Linked DNA regions of Mus musculus: region 2 is linked to region 1. Evidence: chromatin contacts called from public promoter capture Hi-C data. All regions are on one chromosome and are shown on one strand. Each heading gives the region's core, a stretch centred on a gene start, on an enhancer-like site or on the middle of the called end of the contact. The rest is flanking DNA. Distances are from core to core; before and after follow the strand shown.

What was found. Promoter capture Hi-C pulls out the DNA fragments that hold promoters and counts their contacts.
Region 2: a contact with region 1 is called in a promoter capture Hi-C map of pre-B cells. The contact joins the promoter of Ints6l here to the promoter of C430049B03Rik in region 1. A contact is called at or near these places in 3 of 39 promoter capture datasets (cranial neural crest, frontonasal cranial neural crest and pre-B cells).

The regions. Positions count from the first base shown.
Region 1 is chrX:53,055,624-53,061,035 of GRCm38.p6, reverse strand. C430049B03Rik (RIKEN cDNA C430049B03 gene) reads left to right here and starts at 3,846. Exons shown (of 4, transcript NR_038185.1): 1 at 3,846-4,038; 2 at 4,267-4,378; 3 at 4,872-4,894.
Region 2 is chrX:56,451,228-56,456,110 of GRCm38.p6, reverse strand. Ints6l (integrator complex subunit 6 like) reads right to left here and starts at 1,272. Exons shown (of 17, transcript NM_172779.4): 1 at 795-1,272; 2 at 585-662. The coding sequence starts at 905.

The DNA of each region.
Region 1 (5,412 bases), core at 2,597-5,096:
CAGACATTCTTAAGATAGTAAGAGGACATAGCTATTGCAGGCAGTGAGCATGCGCATCTTTGGAAAGGGAAAAAGAAATCTTGAGATCAAAAACCGTGAGCATCAATGAGTTTCTAAGGCTCTTCTTGGTAGAGAGGCAAAATGGTTTCTCTGGTGAGAGCCTGGTTGGTAGGAGAGAGGCAGATTCAAGAATTCCTTTCAATTTCTAAGGTTTTCCAGGAATTTTATTTAAAACATGCATAAGTGAGTTTAGAAAGTAAGATAGAATTTACCATTTTAGTTTAATCGGATAGTTATTTAGCTTACTGTACTTTTTAGCCTTGGATTGAACTCTGGGCGTTGAGACTCTTTACAGATAATGCAGTAGAAGCTTCCAGTTGTTCTCTTCCTGTTAAATCTGTAATCATCTCCAGGCTTTTATCATTCTGAAGACGTCTGGATACTTGCAGCCTAAAGAAAGTTCTGTCTCTCTAACTCAAGGCTTTTACACACATGCACACTTAAAAACCACTTATTATCAAAAAGCATTCCTACTTAAAATTAAAAATCCCAACGTCTAGAATTTTTCCTTGTAATTAAAAAAAAACAGCTCAACTTGATTTCCTAATATCTGTTTCCAAAGACCAAGTCAAAAATTGTTTCCAAAAAGGTATTCCCCCCCCCTCCCAAATTATTCCAAATGCCTTGTTGCGCGTAGTATCTCAAATCGAATGTTTCAGTTTAAGGGTGATTTATTTTTCACAGCTGCACCCAAGACCCTTCAAACTGCTGCTACACCCTCTCCTCCCTCAATAGCTACAGTTATTTATCAAGGTAATTTCTGACTGTTACTGGGGGGGGGTAGATAGAAAAACTTACATGTTTTTCAGAAAATAATTGCTTTAAACCAGTATTTTAGGAGGGAGAAGGGATTACAGGCCGTGCTTTTTCTTTCTGGTTCCTAGTTGCCCAGTGAGAAATGCCTGACTCCCCTGTTGGAAGCTCCTTAGCATTCTGGTTAGTGAGCTGTGTCCCCCTTTTTAATCCCAAGGTGACCTTCAGGCCACTTTTTTAGGGCGATTTTTAGATTTTTATCTCGGGCAGGCAAGAAGGGCCTAATATGTGAGAAGGCATTTGCAGAACAGGGCTTACTACAGATGTTCTAAGAAAATCCTTAAGACGCCATCTTTGAAAAAATATTTGAAGATTGTTCACTTGAGTAAATACTTAAGCCTGCCCCCCTAGCTTTCTTGGGCCTGTAGCCATATTACTCAGCCTCAAAGAATTCATCAATATTCAGCTGGCTCTCTTAATATGCTGATGTAGCAAAGGGAGTTTAATAAAGAAAGCCCTTGCCATTTTTCTTCAGAAGACCTGTCACAAATTCATCTTTCATCTCCCAGCGCTGGAATCTTCTGGTATTTATGTAGGAAAATTAATGTTTATGTGCAGGAATCCAAACAAACTGACCCACCAGGCTGAACCTTAAAAACCCAAAGAAAGCATCGCAGCCCAAGGACACTGGAGCTCTATGAATGATCTAGCCGAGGATTTAGTCGCCGCGTGGTCAGTCACGCCTGGCTGGTCGGCAAACTTTCAGTCTGGTCCACAAAGTGTTGTGAAGATATTAATAGAAAAATTGTAGGTCCTAATAATAGTTTTAAGTGCACACTGAAACTATCTGAAATTATCCGTAGAACAGAGAGAGAGAGAGAGAGAGAGAGAGAGAGAGAGAGAGAGAGAGAGAGAGAGCTCTTTCCTGAAAAGAAAATCTTGTTCTGTAAAAATCTTTTTGGCTAATTTCTCCCCACAGTTTTACAGATCCTGAAAGACTCTACCCTCCTGTCTTCTCACCCTCCAAACCCAGAAAGAAAAACAAAACAAAACAAAAACAACGAAAATAAGCCCCAGTCATCAGCCTAAGGTCACACGATTGTAGCAAAGCCTTGAAACTTTGCGATCATTTTCGCAAAACTCACGATTATGAGATCAACCTCGAAGAAGTATCACAGTAAAAATATAGAAATACAGCGAGAGTTGAGTAGCGCAAGAAACTGCAGCGCTGAGCACCGCGGAATTCAGAATCCGTGATTTTAGTATCTGCCTGCCGTTTTCGCATGTGTTACCCGTTTTGCAATTGCCCCCCCCCCTTTTTTTTTCTTGACACCTGGTGGGTTTTGTTGTAGTTGTCCCCGCTCCCTCCTGAGGTTCCAAACTATCCCGCACGCCTTCTACCCTCTGAAATAAAACTTAGGCTTGACTCTGGGAGCATGGAGGACCCCGCGGCTGCACCGCAGCTACCAGCGTGCTGCTCAACTGCTGGATATTCGCAGACGCCCAGATGTCCTCGCTAGTCAAGGGCGCCAAGGAACCCACTAAGTCCCAGACTAGACAAGAGGTGGCTGGAGTAGAGGTTTAGCCAAGAGCTGCTAAGGCAACAGCCTCTCCTTCAGAGTCACGGAGTGAACGCGCTAAGTAGCTCCCACATAGCGCCTTGTACCCAGCACTCCACCTGCCCCTGTGGTCTCTTTTGGAGCCCGGGTGTGTAAGCTGCTGCAGGCCAGCGAAACCCTTCCCGTCCAAATCCTATCTGAGTTTACATCCCACTCTCTCAAAGATGTCTGCAACCCAAGAAAGGTGGGAAGAGAGACGCTGAGTTTATTTATTTATTTTTTAACATCCAGGCTCTATTTTATAAGGGATTTCTCCCAGATTTTTTTTTTTTTTTGAGTCTTTCACAAAGCTCAGACTGTCCTCGAACTTGCTATGTAGCCAAGGACGCCCTTAAACTTCTGTTTCTCCTGCCTCCTCCGAGTGCTGGACTCTACTGGTCCATGTGCTACCATGCCTGGTTTTTCCAGCTTTGTGTTATTGTGACGTTTTGCAAATATACAAGAAAGTTGCGAACGCGGTGCAATGAAAGACTATTGACTCCCCACCCAGATGCAACCTCATGTTAGCTCCTTGAAATCCATTCCCGTTCCCCCTTCTCTCTGAGTGCCTGTCTGGGTCAGCGGCATCATTTGAAAATCATAATCACTCTTATACTTCATCTCTTTACACTTAGGCACAGTTCTTGTCACCCTGGACACCCTGCTATTAACTTCAACACCGTTCTCATACCTCCCTGGTAAACAGCGCCGTCCCTAAAGATATCCAGCATACAGAAGAAAGACTCCCTTTCTTTCCCTACTCCAGACTCAAAACTTAAGTAGTAAAGACTTTCCTTCTTGGACTGGACATGTATAAGTAAACTGTCGTTCCCTGCCTCAGTGTCATGCCCACCCCTAAAGTGGACCGCCAGGACCTAAGGGAGTCCTCTACCTGAGGGAGAGTTTGGCAGAGAGGCCAGAGCACAGAAGACTCAACAGAGCCTGGGCACACTCGCGCGCCTAGCACTTCCCTTCTGCAATCTGAGGGTCCCTTGTTTCCTCATCCTGTTTCAGGCACCCCCAAGAAAAATAGTCCTAAGAGGCTTGGCTTAGCCGCCCTGTACCCTCCTGGTAGCCCCAAAGACTTGGGCCCTAGTGACTTTAGAGTGTCATTTGTGGCATGGGTCTTTGAGCTGGAGCTTGGTTGCTTCCCTTCCCGCTTTTCCCCTTTCCCCTTTCTCCCTGGTTTTTGTCTCCTGCACCCGCGGCTATGAGGCTCTCTGTACGTGGCCACTCCAGGCTCCCCGTGTCCTTCCCGGCCCTTCCTGGCTGCAGGCCAAGGCTGTGGCTCTGCGTGTCCGCACGGCCTCCCCCCTCCCCCCTTCCGCTCCGGGGCCTCCGAGCGAGCGGGCGAATGGTTGGGCGGGGCGCGGAGCAGCGCATGGCCACGCCCCCCGGGCCGGCTTTTTCTAGGGCTGCTGCGGACCACTGGGCGCTGGCTGCTCCCGCTCGCCTCTTGGGGTGCGCTCGGCTCCAGCCCAACTCCGCCAGCTCCGCCGGCTCCAGCACCGCTCCAACCCGATTCCAGCCGGATTCCAGCCCGATTCCAGCCCGGTTCCAGCCCGATTCCAGCCCGGTTCCAGCCCAGCTCCGTCCCGGCTCCGGTTCTTCTCCGCCACGCCTCTCTGTGAGCCCCTCGCCCCGCGAACCCCGGTTCCCCGGCTGTCCGTCCCTCTGTCCCTCGATGTCCCGCACCACCGCCACCTCGCGCCCTCCCAAGTCTCCGCGACTCGCTCTTCTAACCTCACAACCTCGCCACACCCCTCCGCCCTTTCTCTCTCGCTGTCCGTCTGTCTGTCCGCCTCCCCGCCCGCCTTTTCCTTCCTCTCTCTAGCTTCCCCGGCTTGTTTTCTAGGTCGACGCTGAGGAGCAGCTTCGCAGGAAAATCCCAGAAACCTTTGCAAAAAGCTTACAATGAAATTTAAGAAGTTCTACGATTTCGGCGCCATTTTCGAGTGGAGTGAGAGGTGACTTAGAATCTAAAAAAGAAAAAAACGAGGGGGAAGGGAACTTTTTGGCCCGCCTCCCCCCGCCCCCAACTATGTCTCTGGTCACTACAGACTGTAACAGATACGGGGATAATTCTCAAAAAAATGTTATGCGTCGCGCTGGGTGGGGTGTGGGGGTGGAAAGCGTGTCCGGGGGTCGTGGTGGGGGGAGGACAGATCTTTAAAATGTCTAGCAAGTGAGTGTGGCCAGGGAACTTCTCAGAAAGTGGACTGAGAAGAGTAAACGGGGAGGGGTGGGGAGAGAGAAATGAGTGAGGGGCGGGCAGCCTCAGGCTGTCAGCCTTGCCAGGGTGGGGAGCAACTAGTTTTGACAGACTGTAAATGGGACTTTGGGCCACTCATTTGTAAGCAGTAAAGAATGTCCTGGAAAGAACCGTAAAATTCGTTTTCCATTGTCTCTCGCTAATTAAAACTTTTCAAGGTTGTTTAGTTGTTTTTTTTTTTTTTCCAGTATTGGAAAAGTTTGGCTGGAAGGTGCGGAGGACCTGTGCATCATGTTTTGGGTGTGGGGGCGCATGGCATCTGCAACATTAAAAGACAAAACGTTCTCAACTGGGAAGAGAGGAAGAGGCTTAGTCTTTGGCTCTTAAATCATTTGGCCAAACCCTTCGCAGTTCTGAAGTGGGTGGGGCCATTTTGACCCGTCGTGGTTCTGAAGTGGGTGGGGCCATGGTAACCCTAAAGTATTGATTCTTTGTCTATTGTATCAGCGAATGACCCTCTCTAGAAGTGACCAGACATCTCTTTGTGCTCTCTTTTCGTAAGTAAAGTTAAGCCCAAGGGGAAATACACAAACCCAGGGAGTGAGATGGCTTTTTAAGGATATAAGTCGTTGTAGAGTGATGGGAAGAAAAGAAATGGATGAAGGATAATCTAGAGATGAATTTGATTCCAGTGTATTCGTTAACAAAATTATCTAGTAAGACCTTCGTTTTTGATGATGTTATCTCGAATGAATTTTGTTTTTATGAGTAGTCAACTAAGGAAATGTT
Region 2 (4,883 bases), core at 23-2,522, 3.4 Mb before region 1:
GCTAGTGCAGCCCGGCATTTGGCAGGAAGAGGAGGGGAAGATGCGGTGAAGGAGAAACGGACCGGAGCGGGAGGAGGGAGAGGAAGCCCAGGCGGGGCGGGCCGAGGGATGGAAGGAGGGACCAGAGGAGGAGCTCGGGCGGCAGCAAAGCCCGCGCGGGGCTAAGAGAACATCGGGGCGGAGTCCCAGGCGAAGGGGCCGCAGCCTCACCATGGGCCTCGAGCCCTCCTTCCTCGGCCTCCTCCCCTCCCTCCTTTCCATCTCAGCAGCGCCCTCACCCTGCCTCTGGCTGCCTCATACAAAAGCAAAATGTCCGCCATCTTCGGAGGCGATTGCTGCAGCCGTGCTAGGAACTCGGCCCTCCAGTGCCTTCTCTACACCGGCTGCTCATCTCCGGGCCCCTCTCTGCGACCCCCGACCGCCGCCACCCGCCCTGCTCCTCCTGCCCTTCGGCGCTCCTCACTGCAGCCCGTCCCGCAGGGCGACGCAGGATCGCCACGGGTGGAGGCAAAAGGGATCAGCAGCCCCAGGCTAGTGGACGCGCACGCTCTTCCCGCCCACCGCTCCCCCGCTGGCCTGTTTACCTTGATGCAGTAGGGAGGCTCATCGTAGGTGACCAGCATGTACCTGTCTCCGCGGCTGGCTGGGTCCCGGGCGCGCAGCTGCGGGGCGAGGGATGACGGGGGGGTCGCGTAGGAAACGAGGGGAAGCGATACAAACGTTACAGAAGCACCTCAGTCCAACCCACCCATCCCACAGAAGCGACCCCTTCATCTCCTTTCCCCTCCTTTTACCTTCAAGAATAACTCCACAGCGCCTTTAGCAATGTCCAAATAGGAGGTGCCCAGGTCAGTGCGCTGGTTCATGGAGGCGGACGTATCTATGAGGAACAGCAGGATGGGCATCTTCCACTACACCCCTGGTTCTGGTCCCCACTCTCCCAGTCCCTTTTCCCTCAATGCCACGTATGGCTACCCAAATCCTGAACTCTCGCAGAGCCAGGGAGCAAGAGGAAAAGTGGGAAACGGGATGGGATAGATGGGACCGCTCCTGGCCTCTTTCTGCAGCCCCAACTCCTCTCCCTCCAAGGGAACTTGAAAGTGTGAGTGTGTCGGTCTCCGGGCCGTCTCTCTTCCCCTCTTCTGCCACCACTACTGCCCGCCGCCGCTGCCGCTGCCAGGACTACTGCCTAAGCATCCGTCCACGCTCACTAGAGCGCTCGCCCCAGACTGAGAGCCCTCTCTGTTCACTGACACAACTTCTGTCTGCTCACCTACCATCAGCACCATGTGACTAGAACACACGCCATTGGCTGCCAATTATGTTTAATTTACATATTCATTAGATGACTGGGTAAAGGGAGGGACTTGGGCCAAGCTTGAGGGTTGTAGTTTGGAACCCATGCTGGAGGTAAGGGGCGGGGGAGTAAAGGACCTTCTTCAAGCTCAGATTCTCCTTTAAAGGATTTAGAAGCCTTTAGGGTAATTTGTTTGGTCGTTTGGATGGATTTTCTTTCGTGCTTCAAAGATGGTAATTCGAAAGGAAAGGAGAATTGGGCAACAGTTGCATAGAAACAGATGTTTAGGCAGGCTTCACACAAAACATAACTACAATCAATCAATCCTGCCAGTGGCTAAGACCAAAACATTTCAGTAGCAGCAAACTTCTTTCCTAGCCAGACTTGCTCAAATTCCCTTAGATTAGTCCCTCTTCCTGATCAGTGTTTACATGTCGTTTTCTTGGTTGGTTCAGCTACTTAAAAAGGAAGCTGCCGCGGAAACGTTACCCTAAGCTGTCCTTTTGTAAGGACAGGCTCTCTCAGGCTTTGAAACATTGACCAGCCTGTGATACTTAAACTCCTGTGGGGACTGTGCGGCCTTTATCCATGGCTGATATCCTGCTTCAACTCAGGTTCATTGAACGTCCACAAAAGTGCTAGGCACCTGAAGTAGGCGTTCAATCATTGAAATATGTAGGGTCGATGGTACTGAAATTTAATTTTCAGTAGAGGGAAGTTGCCAATGCTGGCTCCATGTAAGTACTTGGTAACTGGTCAACTATACTTGGCTTTCCACTGCATATGACTCAATTTTTAAACTTGTATCTCAGGCTGGTCCTGAACTCCTCAGCATATCCTACAAGCGTGTGCTATGCCAACTACTGTGACATTATTTTTAATATAGAGTATGAGGTAGTGTTGCAGCATAGGAGTACGATGTTTGCCCAGCTCCTGTGAGGCGCTGAGTTTGAGTCTCCTACAACACTGATGATGGCGATAATGATGATAATGATACAGAGTATTTCTAGCAATGTGCTGTACACAAGTTAGACTCTTGAGCTTCAATGAGTATACAATTTTAATACAATGTGAAGATCACATATATATCTGCAAATGTTTTCTATATTGTTTGTAGATATCCTGTGTATATGTTCTACATGATTGATATATATTATGTTTTCTCAGAAATAAGACCAAAAATGGTGATGCAAGTAAAAACAGCGAGGCAGCACTTGCCTGTGGTCTAGAAGTTCAGAAGATTTCATGGGCAAAGAACAAGGTGTAAAAGAGGGAATCTGGCTTAGGAGGAATGGTGTGAACAAGAGTCCGCCAGAGACCACTCTATGTGTGATGAAGACCAGCTTACTGAAATATATAGAATGACTTGGGAATTAAAGATGGAAAGACATCAAACTTCCCCATTTCTGTCTTAAATATTAGTGGTGAAGGGGCTAGGAGCATTGGTCTTTGGATAGGAGTACTCACTGCTCTTGCAGAAGACACTGAGTTTGGTTCCTAGCACTCACTTAGAAGGCGTCAAACTTCCTGGAAATCCAGGTCCAGGGGATCCAATGCCTTCTGGCCTCTGTGGGTACTATGAACATGTGCACAAACCCACAGATAGACACACAAATGCATATAATTAAAAATAAAAATAAATCATTAAATATTACTGAAGAAAGATCGTATATGCATGGACTAAATAAAAGTTTATGACCAATGGGTACCTGTGTGGTAGTTTTTTGTATTGCTTTGTAGCAAATTATCACAAATTCAGCAGCTTAGCACGTACTTAAATGTTATCTCCTGCTCTGATTAGCTGGATTCCCTGCTCCATCTCACAAAGCTGTGGTCAGGGAAATGGCTAGGCCACATTTTTCATCTGGGAGCTCAACTGGGAAAGAATCAGCTCGGTAAAGCTCAGGAAGGCTGCTGGCAGAATTTATCTCATTGTGACTGTATGTGAAAAGGCTGAGAGCCACCCACAGATCTGCTTGCTGCTAATGTCCTCTGCCACACAAGCCTCTCCATCACCTGTTCACGATGCAGCTGTTTCTTTAGGGCCAGCAGGGAAAGCTCTCTCTCCAATCTGCTGATACAGAGCCTTAGATAATGTAACATAATCACGACAGTGACATCCATTACCTTTGTAATATTCTATTGACTAGAAGCAAGTCAGAGGTCCCAACCATACTTAAGGGAGAGGGATTATACAGCACGGGTACAGAACCCTAGGGCCCAAATGAGAATCCTGTACAACTTTAGGGGCTTATGGGGGAGGAGCATTACCTAGAAACCAGTTTTGCCTAATTTATAATTTTCACTAAAGTCCGTTGTTGTTGTTGTTATGACACTCTTATCTAGCCAAATAACTGCATTGGGCTGGTTTATTATCTTTTGTTTGAACAGAAGTGCCCAGGAGGACTTTATGTTCTGTTATCACGTTCTTTATTTATTCATAATGGTCACTAGCTCACAAATGATATTTTAAGATGACTTTTAAAAATCTTCTTTAGGGTCTGGAGAGATGACTCAGTGGTGAGAATTTCCGCTGCTCTTGCAGCGGACCTGAGTTCAGTCTCTAGCCCTCATCTCAGGCTTATAACCACCTGTAACTCTAGCTCCGGGGGATCTGGTGTCTCATGAACCCACATGCAGAAATACACACATAAAAACAATCCAGGGTGGGGAGGGGGGAGTCTTGCAAGATCTCTGATACTTTTCTCCCAACTTTGCTTACACCTTACTTTTACAATCAGGAAAGAATCTCTCTTTCAAATAACACATGCTGAGTCTTACAAAAAACAGCCCCGAAGGTGACTTGCCAGCATTAACAAAGCACAAACAGCTTCAGTTGCACAATTCTCTAAAGTGGAGGACTCGCAGGTCCCACAAGGTAAGATTTTTCCCCCCTGGTAGGCCTTATAATGGATCCGTTTTCCTCCAAACAAGCCATGTTATTTATTCTTTTTGGCATACGTTCGAGTGTAACCTCAGTGACGTAAACTTAACATCTGAAAAAATGTCCACATCTCATTATAAAATGCAAAACTGACGATATAAAAAAAAAAAGTCGCAACTTGGAAGATTCATATACTTACTCAGATAAAGCCAAAAACCCCAACTGGCTTTTTCCATATGAGCTCCATTACGGTACACTGTACAAAGCCCTGTGCCATACATCAATGCTAAGACCCTTTCTGTGCCTCTCTCTGCTACAGACCATCTACTCCTGTGTTGAAGTCTTAAGTGGATTGGATTGACTTGTCCTTCGTACTAGAGTGTAAGAACTTTGTGGAAGCACTCAAAGTCTATGACTGATGCCTAGTGCAAAGTACTTGCTCAATAAATGTCTGTTAAAAGGAAATTATGAAGTTCATAATGGTTTCCATTCTTTCCTTATCTTCTCAAGTGCTTGGGCATTGTGTCGAATATCCTTTCCCAAGGCTATCCAGCCCAGTATCATTGTACCCTCCCCACCATCCTCCACTTGAGGATAGCAGGTCCTTTTCTCTGTCCTTGTAGATCCAGGACCTTCTGGATCTGGGCCCCAGTAGGCCTCTCCAGACCAATTGGCAGCCTTCTTTACATTGCTTACAAAGTT